Linked DNA regions of Rattus norvegicus: region 1 is linked to region 2. Evidence: chromatin contacts called from public Hi-C data. All regions are on one chromosome and are shown on one strand. Each heading gives the region's core, a stretch centred on a gene start, on an enhancer-like site or on the middle of the called end of the contact. The rest is flanking DNA. Distances are from core to core; before and after follow the strand shown. Region 1 overlaps Scube3 (signal peptide, CUB domain and EGF like domain containing 3). Region 2 holds the start of Tcp11 (t-complex 11).

Evidence for each region. Hi-C and Micro-C count contacts between places; a contact is called where the count stands out from the background.
Region 1: a Hi-C map of hepatocytes shows a contact between it and region 2, with 3 times the contacts expected there. The contact joins the enhancer-like site here to the promoter of Tcp11 in region 2. A contact is called at or near these places in 10 of 12 Hi-C or Micro-C datasets (the A7r5 cell line, the Rat2 cell line, Schwann cells and 5 more) and 1 of 1 datasets of contacts at active chromatin or transcription factors (oligodendrocytes).

What each region holds. Positions count from the first base shown.
Region 1 is chr20:6,221,516-6,227,158 of GRCr8, forward strand. It overlaps Scube3 (signal peptide, CUB domain and EGF like domain containing 3), which reads left to right. Exons shown (of 22, transcript NM_001271362.2): 10 at 77-202; 11 at 447-563; 12 at 697-801; 13 at 1,016-1,135; 14 at 1,383-1,541; 15 at 1,746-1,961; 16 at 2,301-2,462; 17 at 2,669-2,836; 18 at 3,311-3,472; 19 at 3,780-3,977; 20 at 4,344-4,496; 21 at 4,596-4,675. All of the region lies in intron 1 of LOC108349039 (a long non-coding RNA gene), which reads right to left. Among named protein-coding and RNA genes, the nearest start is that of Zfp523, 21 kb to the right of the region's middle. Within about 2 kb of position 2,621, at least 2 of the 93 cell types and tissues checked have an H3K27ac peak or open chromatin away from gene starts, as enhancers often do. A contact at or near this core is called in hepatocytes and liver, where this site is marked.
Region 2 is chr20:6,133,793-6,139,086 of GRCr8, forward strand. It overlaps Tcp11 (t-complex 11), which reads right to left and starts at 3,853. Exons shown (of 10, transcript NM_001007695.1): 1 at 3,831-3,853; 2 at 3,111-3,503; 3 at 843-912. The coding sequence starts at 3,468. LOC102552617 (a long non-coding RNA gene) reads left to right here and starts at 3,976. Exons shown (of 4, transcript XR_005497540.2): 1 at 3,976-4,274; 2 at 4,625-5,126.

The DNA.
Region 1 (5,643 bases), core at 1,371-3,870, 86 kb after region 2:
TCAGCTCCTCCCTCGAAGCCCAGTCCCTGGCTCTTATGCCTGCACCACTGGCAGTGTTTTCTGACTCCTCCCACAGATGTGGATGAATGCAGCATCAATAAGGGGGGCTGCCGCTTTGGCTGCATCAACACCCCAGGCAGCTATCAGTGTACCTGCCCGGCAGGCCAGGGCCGCCTCCACTGGAACGGAAAGGATTGCACAGGTGTGTGGCGCCCTCTGCTGGACAGACCTGGCAATGCTATTTCAGGGGAAGGTTGGGGTCTGGTGGGAAGGTGTGAGGGGAGAGGGGTGGGGGAACATAGCCAGCTGGGTTAGACAAGACATTTCTGGTTTAAAATGTGCCGTGTCTCCTTGGGCATGTAGACAGTCTTTTTCCGCATTAGCCGTCTGAGGGAGCAGGTAGACGAGGGATGTTCCACATTCTCAGACCTTGCTTCCCTTCCTAGAGCCAGTGAAGTGCCAGAGCAGTTCTGGAGCCTCAAAAGCCATGCTCAGCTGCAGTCGCTCGGGCAAGAAGGATACCTGTGCCCTGACCTGCCCCTCCCGCGCCCGGTTCTTACCAGGTATAGGGAGGGTGGGGCTTTGGGGAGAAGGGAGGGGAGACTGGCTGTTCGACAGTTCCTCTGTTCCCAGGGACAACTCCGACCACTGGGGGTTGAGGGGCGGGTCAGAGCTGTGATAGTCCCCTTCTCTCAGAGTCAGAGAACGGATTCACAGTGAGCTGCGGTACCCCGAGCCCTAAAGCTGCTGCAGGTCGAGCCATTCACCCGGGCAACAGCACCATCTCCAACTCCTGCCATGGTGAGCATCTACCCAGAAGCCCTCCCACTTCCTGGCCTGCCTTCCCTCTATTTCCTGTGTTACTCTGGCTTCGAAGCCTAGCTCCTTAGCCCTTCCATCAATGCCCTTGGCGTTCATGATCCTGCTTCAGCTAAACCTCATGGCTCAGCTTGCAGCCGCCCTCCCACAGCAGCCTCCCTAGCCCTGGCTGTGCTAACTTCTCTCACCCCTCTAGAGGCTGCAGTGCTGCCAGTCAAGCAGAGGGCCTCCTTCAAGATCAAGGACGCCAAATGTCGTCTGCATCTGCGAAACAAAGGCAAAGCGGAGGAGGCCAGCGGCAGAACCCCGGGGCCAGGTCTGAACCTTCCTCCCATGGCTTCCACCAAATCATACCCCCCCCCCCATCTCTTGGCCCCTCTGTCAGTGATTCATTCACCTGTGCCCTGAGCTGTGGGCAGAAATGGGAGAGGCCCAGGAGAGGTTGGAGCCCTGAGAGGTGGGCTCAGGGCTGACTGGAGTGGACGGAGGAATGAGAGCCAGGAGGGAGAATTCTGTCTACAGTAGGAGCTACAGTTTGGGGCTGACAAGGCCTCTGTTTCTAGGTGGTGCCTCCTGCTCTGACTGCCAGGTCACCTTTATCCATCTTAAGTGTGACTCTTCTCGGAAGGGCAAGGGCAGACGGGCCCGGACCCCTCCAGGCAAGGAGGTTACCCGACTCACCCTGGAATTAGAAGCTGAGGTCAGAGCAGAAGAAACGACAGGTAGGCCAAGGGACATTGTTGGGTGGAGGGCCAAAGAGGAGGGGACACAGCCTGGATCCAAGAGAGAGAGAAAAGCCAAGGGGAGGGAGCATCTGAACTCTGAGCCTGTGTAACAGGAAGTAGCAAGCTCCAGGGCTGCCCTGTCCGCTGCCCTCTGCTCTGAGCGCTCTTTCCTCGTCCATCCATCCATCCATCCATCACTAGCTGGCTGTGGGCTGACTTGCCTCCGACAGCGGATGGAACGAAGGCTGAAAGGGTCCCTGAAGATGCTCAGAAAGTCCATCAACCAGGACCGGTTCCTGCTGCGTCTGGCCGGCCTTGACTATGAGCTAGCCCACAAGCCAGGCCTGGCAGCTGGGGACCGAGCAGAGCTAGTGGAGGTCTGCCGACCCGGGCAGCACCGAGCAGGCACCAAGTGTGGTAAGGGAGCTGGCTGGGAGGCAAGGGGGTGGGAGTGGGGAAGCCCAGCTTGGCCCTGGCTCAGAGCAGAGCAGGACCCCTTGCCTCAGGTGAAGCTCTCAAAACATGAGGTAGCAAAGACCCTGTCCACGGGCCTCCTTTTCCCAGTCCTAGGCTGAAATCTAGGGTACCAGGCAGGGCCAGCAGTTCTCCTGCACACAGACTTGACGTCCCTATCTCTCCAAGCAGGATTCCGCTCGTTCCCTAATAGATCTCCCATGTCCAGAGGAGCGGGAAGGGGGGTCTTAGGCCTGGGTGGTGGGAGATGGGGGGTGGCTAGCGCGGCCGACTCTCCCTCAGTCAGCTGCCCGCAGGGAACGTATTACCACGGCCAGACGGAGCAGTGTGTGCCATGCCCAGCGGGCACCTTCCAGGAGAGGGAAGGGCAGCTCTCCTGCGACCTTTGCCCTGGGAGTGATGCCCACGGGCCTCTTGGAGCCACCAACGTCACCACGTGTGCAGGTGCCAGGGGAACAAACAACACAGAATGGGCGAGGGTGGGCACTGGGATGCCCATGGGCATGGGATTTCCCAAAGGGCAGGCCCAGGCTCCAGGCCAGTGTCCTAGTTGATGTCCTGTTTGTAAGCCTCTGCTCCCTAGGACTGGGTGATCCCATGGAGTGAGTCAGGGTCAACCCCATCAGAGCTGGGACCTTGCTTCACTGCAGGTCAGTGCCCACCTGGTCAACACTCAGGGGATGGATTTAAGCCCTGCCAGCCCTGCCCACGTGGCACCTATCAGCCCGAAGCAGGACGAACCCTGTGCTTCCCCTGTGGCGGAGGCCTCACTACCAAGCACGAGGGGGCAGTCTCCTTCCAGGACTGTGACACCAAAGGTGAGCAGGTTATATTTACTCCCGAGGGCCTCCCTGTCCCCAGCTGCCCTCCACAAATCTCCAAACCCCTCTGCAGGCCTGCGTCTGTTATCCGACCTTCTAACCCCCAAAAGGGGAGACCCAGCTGCCTGCCTAACTACTCCGTCTTGTTCTCAGAGCCAGCCCTGGGGATACAAAGCGACTAACCACCCCGACACCCCGTCCAGATTGGGTGGCCATTCCCTTCCGTCCCCTAATGGGCTCCTATATCAGACTGACACTGCTCATGGCCTGCAGGAAGAGGAGGGTGCTGTAGCCAGCCACTCTGGAAAGTCTCTTCCCTGGCCTTAGACCATGGCTGGGAATGGTAGGGACCCTAAGAAACTTGCGAGTCTTTGATGTCAGGATTCTCTGTGACAAATGCCTGCCTCTCTGTGGCCCAGATGCCTACTTTCCTACCATCTCAGCTTCTGCCCTCTCCCCTCTGGCCTGCAGTCCAGTGCTCCCCGGGCCACTACTACAACACTAGCATCCATCGCTGTATCCGCTGTGCTGTGGGCTCCTACCAGCCAGACTTCCGCCAGAACTTCTGCACCCGCTGCCCAGGAAATACAAGCACGGACTTCGATGGCTCTACCAGTGTGGCCCAGTGCAAGAGTACGCGGCCAGCGAGGCTGTGGGAAGTGGGGAGAGATCTTGGAACCATGTGCATGGAAAGGGGGGTGGTGGTAAAGCAGCAGAAGCAGGGTTGATGAGTGGGTGGGCCGCGGCCAGCTGTCAGGGTGAGGCCGGTAGCATCTTTTTAGATACCGGATGGGCAAGGAGGAGGGTGGACCCAGAACCCCGAAGAGCATGGTCCACCATCCGCATCCATCCTCCACCTTCCAGCTCTTCAGCCTGCTCAGCGTGGCTCCCCACTGACTCTCATCTCTCTCTTGCTCTCCCCACTGGGCTATGGCTGCAGATAGGCAGTGTGGCGGGGAGCTGGGTGAGTTCACTGGCTACATCGAGTCTCCCAACTACCCGGGTAACTACCCAGCTGGTGTGGAGTGCATCTGGAACATCAACCCCCCACCCAAGCGCAAGATCCTCATTGTGGTCCCTGAAATCTTCCTGCCGTCCGAGGACGAGTGTGGGGACGTCCTGGTCATGAGAAAGAACTGTGGGTGACTGCAGAGCTGGCTCGGGCATGGGCGGTTGGAATCTGGTTGGGAACCAACGAGAGCAAATAGGATAGGAGCCTTGGGGGACAGAAGCTAGCAGAGGACATGTGGGGCAGGTTTGGTGGGCTGCAGTGAAGAAGCCAGTCCTGGGGCTGGTTTGCCAGTGCTGCTGCCTGTCTAACCCTAGCCTCTCTGCTGTTCTCATCCTGTAAATGTCAATTTTAACACACATGTGGTTGTGCAGTAGTCAGCCTTGATGGTGGAAGTGGGTGTGCAGCCAGCTGTGTGTTTGTGGGGCGGGGGGAGCCTCTGTCAGAATGGCTCACAGCCTTACTACTCTTCTGACCTAATGTTTGCCTTGCCAGCCTCCCCATCCTCCATCACCACGTATGAGACCTGCCAGACATACGAGCGGCCCATCGCCTTCACCGCCCGGTCCAGGAAACTCTGGATCAACTTCAAGACCAGCGAGGCCAACAGCGCGCGTGGTTTTCAGATTCCCTATGTAACCTACGATGGTGAGCAAGGACAGGAGAGGTGGCGAGGTGGGCGGGACTTGCGAGGGAACCAGGAGACCACAGTTCCCAGCTCAGTCCCCAACCTTGTTGGCTTCACAGAGGACTATGAGCAGCTGGTGGAAGATATAGTGCGGGATGGCCGGCTGTACGCCTCTGAGAACCACCAGGAGATCCTAAAGGCAAGTGATATCACTGCGGTGCTGGCGTAAACGGGCGAGCACCAGTGTGCAGGCAAAGCACTAAGTATAGCATGCCTTGCCCCTGGCTCTGTGAGGTATGCACTTTCTTCATCCCCAGCTCACAGAGCCAGTGTCAGCATGCTGCATCACCCTGAGGGGAGGGCAGGAGATGCCCGTCCATCGAGAGACGCAGAGAAGGTAAACTGCACAATGATGTGTTGTTTACTTCTTGGAGACAGAGTCTTTTTTTTTTTTTTTTTCTTTTTTTTTTCGGGGCTGGGGACCGAACCCAGGGCCTTGCGCTCGATAGACAAGCGCTCTACCACTGAGCTAAATCCCCAACCCCTTGGAGACGGAGTCTTAAGAGTCCAGGCTGGCCTTGAACTCCAGGTTCCTCTGCTTCCAGCTAAGTGCCAGGTGGGATCACGGGCCCAGAGGAAAAGAAATATTTCTAACGTGGAGGAACAAACACTACCGTGGGTCTGTGGGTCTCACCTGCCGTGGTGTTACTTACCTTTGATCCCAGCACTCAGGAGGCATAGGTGGATGGGTCTCCAAGTGTAAGGCCAGCCTGGTCTACCTGTGGAGTTCTAGGACAGCCAGGGCTGCACACTAAGACCCTTCAACTGTTATTTTTTACTTTGCTATTTTTAATGATAGCTATTTGTATGACTGTGTATATGTGAGCACAGAGGGGTCAGAGGGGTCAGGTCCCCCTGGGGATGGCGTTGAACCCATGTGAGCCACCTAGTATGGCTGCTGGGAACTAAACCCACATCTTTGCAAGGACAGTATATGCTCTTAACCTCTGAGCTGGCTCTCCAGCCCCAAGCCATTATTTCAAACCAAGTGTCGCTGGGTGTGAAGGTGCACACATGTGGCCCCGACTATTCAGGAGCTGAAGCAGAAGGATCACTTGAGCCCAAGGATTAAGAAAACAGCCTGAGGGGTTGGGGATTTAGCTCAGT
Region 2 (5,294 bases), core at 2,603-5,102:
GTGAAGACAGCTACAGTGTACTCACATACATTTAATAAATCCTTTAAAAAAAAATTAAAAGCCGGGTGGTGGCGGTGCACACCTTGAGTCCCAGTGCTCAGGGGGCAGAGGGATCTCTGTGGTTTCAAGGCCAGCCTGGTCTACAGAGTGAGTTCTAGAACCACCAGGGCTACACAGAGAGACCCTGTCCCAAATCAAAATAAAACAAAAACCCAAACGAACAAAAATCTAATCTCCACACTCAGGAGGCATCCTGGACTGTGAAAGATCCTGTCTAAGGATAGAGACAGAAAGACAGAGCCATTCAATATAGAAAGGAGAATCTTTTCAACCCAAAGAGGCCATGTAGAGACTGGTTTTAAACATTAAGGCGGGCCAAAGGCATCCTGTGTTTGGGCTGTGGATTTTAAGTCATTATAAGTAGCACCAAAGAGATTTTAATCATCAAAATAGGAACCGTGGCCATCAACACAGTTCATCAAGGAGACATATATTTATTTGAGTTGTTCTCTTTGCTTGTTTAAGGTGGGGTCTCCCTGTGTGGCCCTGTCTGGCCTGCAGCTCACCTCGTAGACCAGGCTGGTTTCCAGCTCAGAGATCTGCCTGCCTCTGCCTCCCAGCACTGGGGCTACAGGTGTGCGAATGCTGCCATGCAGCGCTGAGTTTATCTTGAATAACCGTTGATTTGTCCGTTGATTGGGGAAGGGCATGTGGGATTAAACTCAGGATGTCAGGCTTGGCAACAGTGTCAGCCTCCCTGAGCCACCTTCCCAGTCCCCAGAATCCTTCAGTGCTAAATAACGATGTCAGGGAGTCAAAGGCAGAAAACTAACAGCCGATACCTGCTTGCCGATTTCCTATCTTCCAAGTGGCAATCCAGCTTGGAAGCATCGTGGACTCTCTCCGTCAGACCTGTAACGGGAAGGACTTCTGGTGGACAGTTATCGACCCACACCAGTCTTAATTTCCTCAGGGTCACTCGCCTGTAGGCCCCCCAGGTTATCTCAGAGTCCGCTCCACCTGTCACTTGTATGCCCCCCAGGGGCAGGCTAGACATGCTCAGAGGAGTCCGACAGCATGAAGGCTAAGGCTAGTTCAGGAAGGCACAGAATGAAGCCAATTCAAAGTTAAAGCTGTTGGGCTAGAGAGATGGCTCAGTGGTTAGAGCACTGACTGCTCTTCCAGAGGTCCTGAGTTCAAATCCCAGCAACCACATGGTGGCTCACAACCATCTGTAATGGGACCAATGCCCTCTTCTGGTGAAGACAGTGACAGTGTACTCATGGTAATACATTTAGTCTTTTAAAAAAAAAAAAACATACACTTTAGTCTTTTTAAAAAAAAAAATAACAGTCTTTAAAAGGCTGCTTAAAGCTGCTACAAAGAAACAATTTGTGGTTTGCAAAAATAAACACTTGTTTATTGAGCAGCTTTTCAACTCGATGAGTCTTACTTTCCGACAGAGAACCAAAGTTATTTGCTTTTCTAAGACAGTAGTTGCCAGAGTTTAGGATTTCACAGATTAGTAAAATTTCCAAGAAGATTTTAAGAAAGATCACAGTCTGCCGATTCTGTGCTGTCAAGTATGGACAAGGAGAAAATTTTACTTAACAACCATACACATCTAGGCCTATAAAAGTCAAACCAGGAACGCTAAGTGGGGGCTCAGGATGACAGCCGGCCGGCCATACTACTTCTGTAAATATGTCTTTTTAAATTAATGTTCTGGGCTGGAGAGCTGGCTCAATGGTTAAGAGCACTGGCTGCTCTTCCAGAGGTCCTGAGTTCAATTCCCACAGCAACCACATGGTGGCTCACAACCATCTGTAATGGGACCCGATGCCCTCTTCTGGTGCGTCTGAGGACAGCTACCGTGTGCTCATATGACTAAAATAATAAAAAAGTTACTACTATTGCACACCACAGTGCGTGTGAGGAGGCCAGAGAAAGGTTCCCTCCTCCCACCGTCACATGGCTGCCTGGGTAGGTAGAGAGCTTTAACTACTCAGATGCCTCCACAAGCCTGGAAAGGCAGAATTTTCCTACTGTGAAACCACTGGCTGCCTTTTCCTCAGAACCGGGTGCCATCCCTGGCTCACAGACATCTGTAACTCCAGTTTCAGGGCCCCCCGACACCTCTTCTGACCCTGAACACACAAGGTGCACAGACAGACCTGCAGGCAAGGCATCCGCTCACACAAAAGCAAACAAACCTTTTTATAAAAACAAGCGTGAACCGCCCCTGCTCTACCCCGCACTTATGCAGCCCTTCATTAACCCAGCCGAAACAGCCGGTAATGACACAAATCTGTACACAAACGAGGTGAAAGGAAACCTTTGAAGCCACAGGGGCTCCTCAAGAACCCTCCAGCTGCAAGGAAGCATCCAGAAATTCCACCCAGAGCACTCCGGGCCAAGCTCCAGATGTAAACTAGGAGGGCTCAAAAAGTAGAGATAAAGTGTGGCTATAAAATTCTTTAAGATTGGGCTGGAGAGATGGCTCAGAGGTTAAGAGCACGGTTTGCTCTCCCAGAGGCCATGAGTTCAATTCCCAGCAACCACATGGTGGCTCAAAACCACCGATAATGAGATCTGGTGCCCTCTTACATGCAGGTGGAACTCTGTGTACATAATAAATAAATCTTAAAAAATTTTTTTCTTTAAAATCCAGATCGCCCCCCCCCGCCCCAAAAAATAAAACTGCAAGACAACAAAGCCAGCCTAATATACACAGTTCCAAGGTTTTTCAAAAGGAATTGGATTATATACTCAGGAGTCATTTTACCTATGGATGCAACCAACCATTGTAAGAACTGGGGTTCCCAAAGGAGGAGCAGCAGCAGCAGCAGCACTTCCTGAACCCCACTCCTATTCGGGTGCACAGCCCCACCCCTAACCACCCCACCCCCCACCCCACCCCCTACACCTGGGGCTTGTCTCAAGTCACTGCATTAAGCAGCAGTGACCCCTTGTGGCCACAGGGGGCAGACTAACTGTCGAGCATCGCAGGAAATCCATGGCAACGCTTGCGCGGGAGCATTTGAACCGAGGGGAAGGGGTGGTCCAGACCTGCAGTCCCCGCACTTGGGGACCCTGCCTCAAGCAGATACCTAGCCTGTGCGAGATCGGGGTCGCGCCGAAGTGGCCCTTTCCCGGGGATGGCGGAAGCGGTGCCCCACGCGTGACCGAGGGGAGCTTCGCTCGGGCGGAGGGCTGGGGACACCGGGAGGTCAAGCCGGTCCGCAGTCCTCCGTGGCCCACGGGAGCTCGTGGCGCCGTCTGTACCCCGCGCCCCTGCGCGGACCCTGGGGTGAGGGCGGCCGTGCTCGAGCGACGGTTGAACCTACGCGATCGGTGCCCCTGGGCGCTGCTCGCGCTCTCCCGGGTGTTTCCCCCGCGGGATTCACGGGAGGCGCTCTCTGCCGCGCCGGGCTCCTTCCTGGCCGCCCTCTCCTTCAAGTCTGGCATCCTGGTGGTGGTGATGATGATGATGGTGGTGGTATCTAGGTGGGGACAAATGACAGGGGCTCGTCGGGGACAGAAGGACCAGCACTGGGGCAGGGAGGAAACTGAGGCAGCAGAGTTCGGCTGTCGTCTAACACCAGACGCCTCCCTCAGCCCGACGGACGCCCGGACGGACGCTACCCCCCACCTTTACCCCTCTCCGTCCTTCCCCACTCCCCCCTTGCCCCTCCACCTCTCCCTTCCCCACCCCTCCCTTTCCCCCTCCCCTTCCCCCTTCTCCCTAGGAGTCGCCTCTCCCATCCTCCGCCCTCCCCCTCCACTTTCTCCCTTTCCCCTCTCCACTCCTCTCTTTCCCCTTCGCTCACTTCCTTCTCTGCCCGCCCGCCCGCTCTGGCTGGCTGGGCGGCTCGGGCGCGGGTGTGCAAGGCGGAGCGGTGGGTGGTGTGGGCTCAACCACCTAGGAGGACGGAGCGGGGGCGGCGGGGCTGGGGAGCTGGGCGGAGCCACCGAGCCCCCACGTCGATGCTGTCACACACTCCACACCCCCACCCTGTGACCGGGGCAGGAGTGGGAACGCCCGGGGTTGCAAAACAAACCGCTTAGGTGTCCTGGCAACACGGGGCACATGCGCCTCTCCAGTATAAGACCCACCACGAACCACCTGCCGCTACTCAGGGCAAGACTGAGACGGGGCGGAGACGGTCATCCCTACTGATTCTAGGTGTCAGGACCTGGGGCTTAGGGGTAGCCTGCAGAGCACGCCCAGGGGTGCTGACCCTCCTGTCTCGGCCTGAGTGCTGGGGTCACAGGTGTGAGTCACCACCATGGGTTCCTACAGTGCTGGGGATGGAAGGGGCTTCAGATAGGCTGAGCCCCATCTCTCCAGCCCTCAGAATCTTTTTTTTTTTAAGATTTATTTATTATATATAAGTACACTGTCGCTGTCTTCAGACACACCAGAAGAGGGCATCGGATCCCCATTACAGATGGTTGTGAGCCACCATGTGGTTGCTGGGAATTGAACTCAGGACCTCAGGAAGAGCAGTTTGTGCTCTAACCACTGAGCCATCCCTCCAGCCCACCTCAAAAATCTTAAAAAGGATGAGGATGAGGCCTGGAGAGATAGTTCAGCCTTTAGGGACCACTGGTTTTCTTCCAGAGGACCAGGGTTCGATTCCCGGCACCAACATGGTGGATCACAGTCATCTGCAATTCCAGTTCCTCAGGACCAGACGCCCTCTTCATCCCTGCTGGGCAAGGCATGCGTGCGATGCATCTCCCGAACCCCTACATAAGTCTTTTAAATAGAATAGGTACCCGGACCCTGGATTTGGGGAGAGAACATGGTGTGTTCTCTCTCACATTCTTTCTCGCCTCTTCATTACTCTGAAGTCATCGGAAAATGTATGTAAATGCATCACGTGCATGCAGTACCCCAGGTGGTCAGAAGAGGGCGTGCGATCTCCCGCCATTGGAGTTACAAATGGTTGTAATGCCTGAATGCCGGTGGGTGCTGGAGGGGAAGCTTCGTTGTCAGGACACCTACGCGGTTTGTTTTCCAACCCCTGACTCTGGAAAAACCAGCATCCTAGCTACTCGGGAGGCTGAGGCAAGAGGACGGACTGGCCAAGGTCGGCTTGGATTACACAGTTCCGGAAAAGGTAAAGCAACTTAAATTTAAAAACAAAATAAGGCCAGACAATGGGTGCCGCTTAGTAATGAAACGTGGGCCACTGCAAGGTAGGACTTATTGAAAGGACTTAAGGCTGTAGCTTGGTTGGTAGCCCTGAATTCGGTTCTCAGCACTGCCTCAGCGCCGACCACCCAAA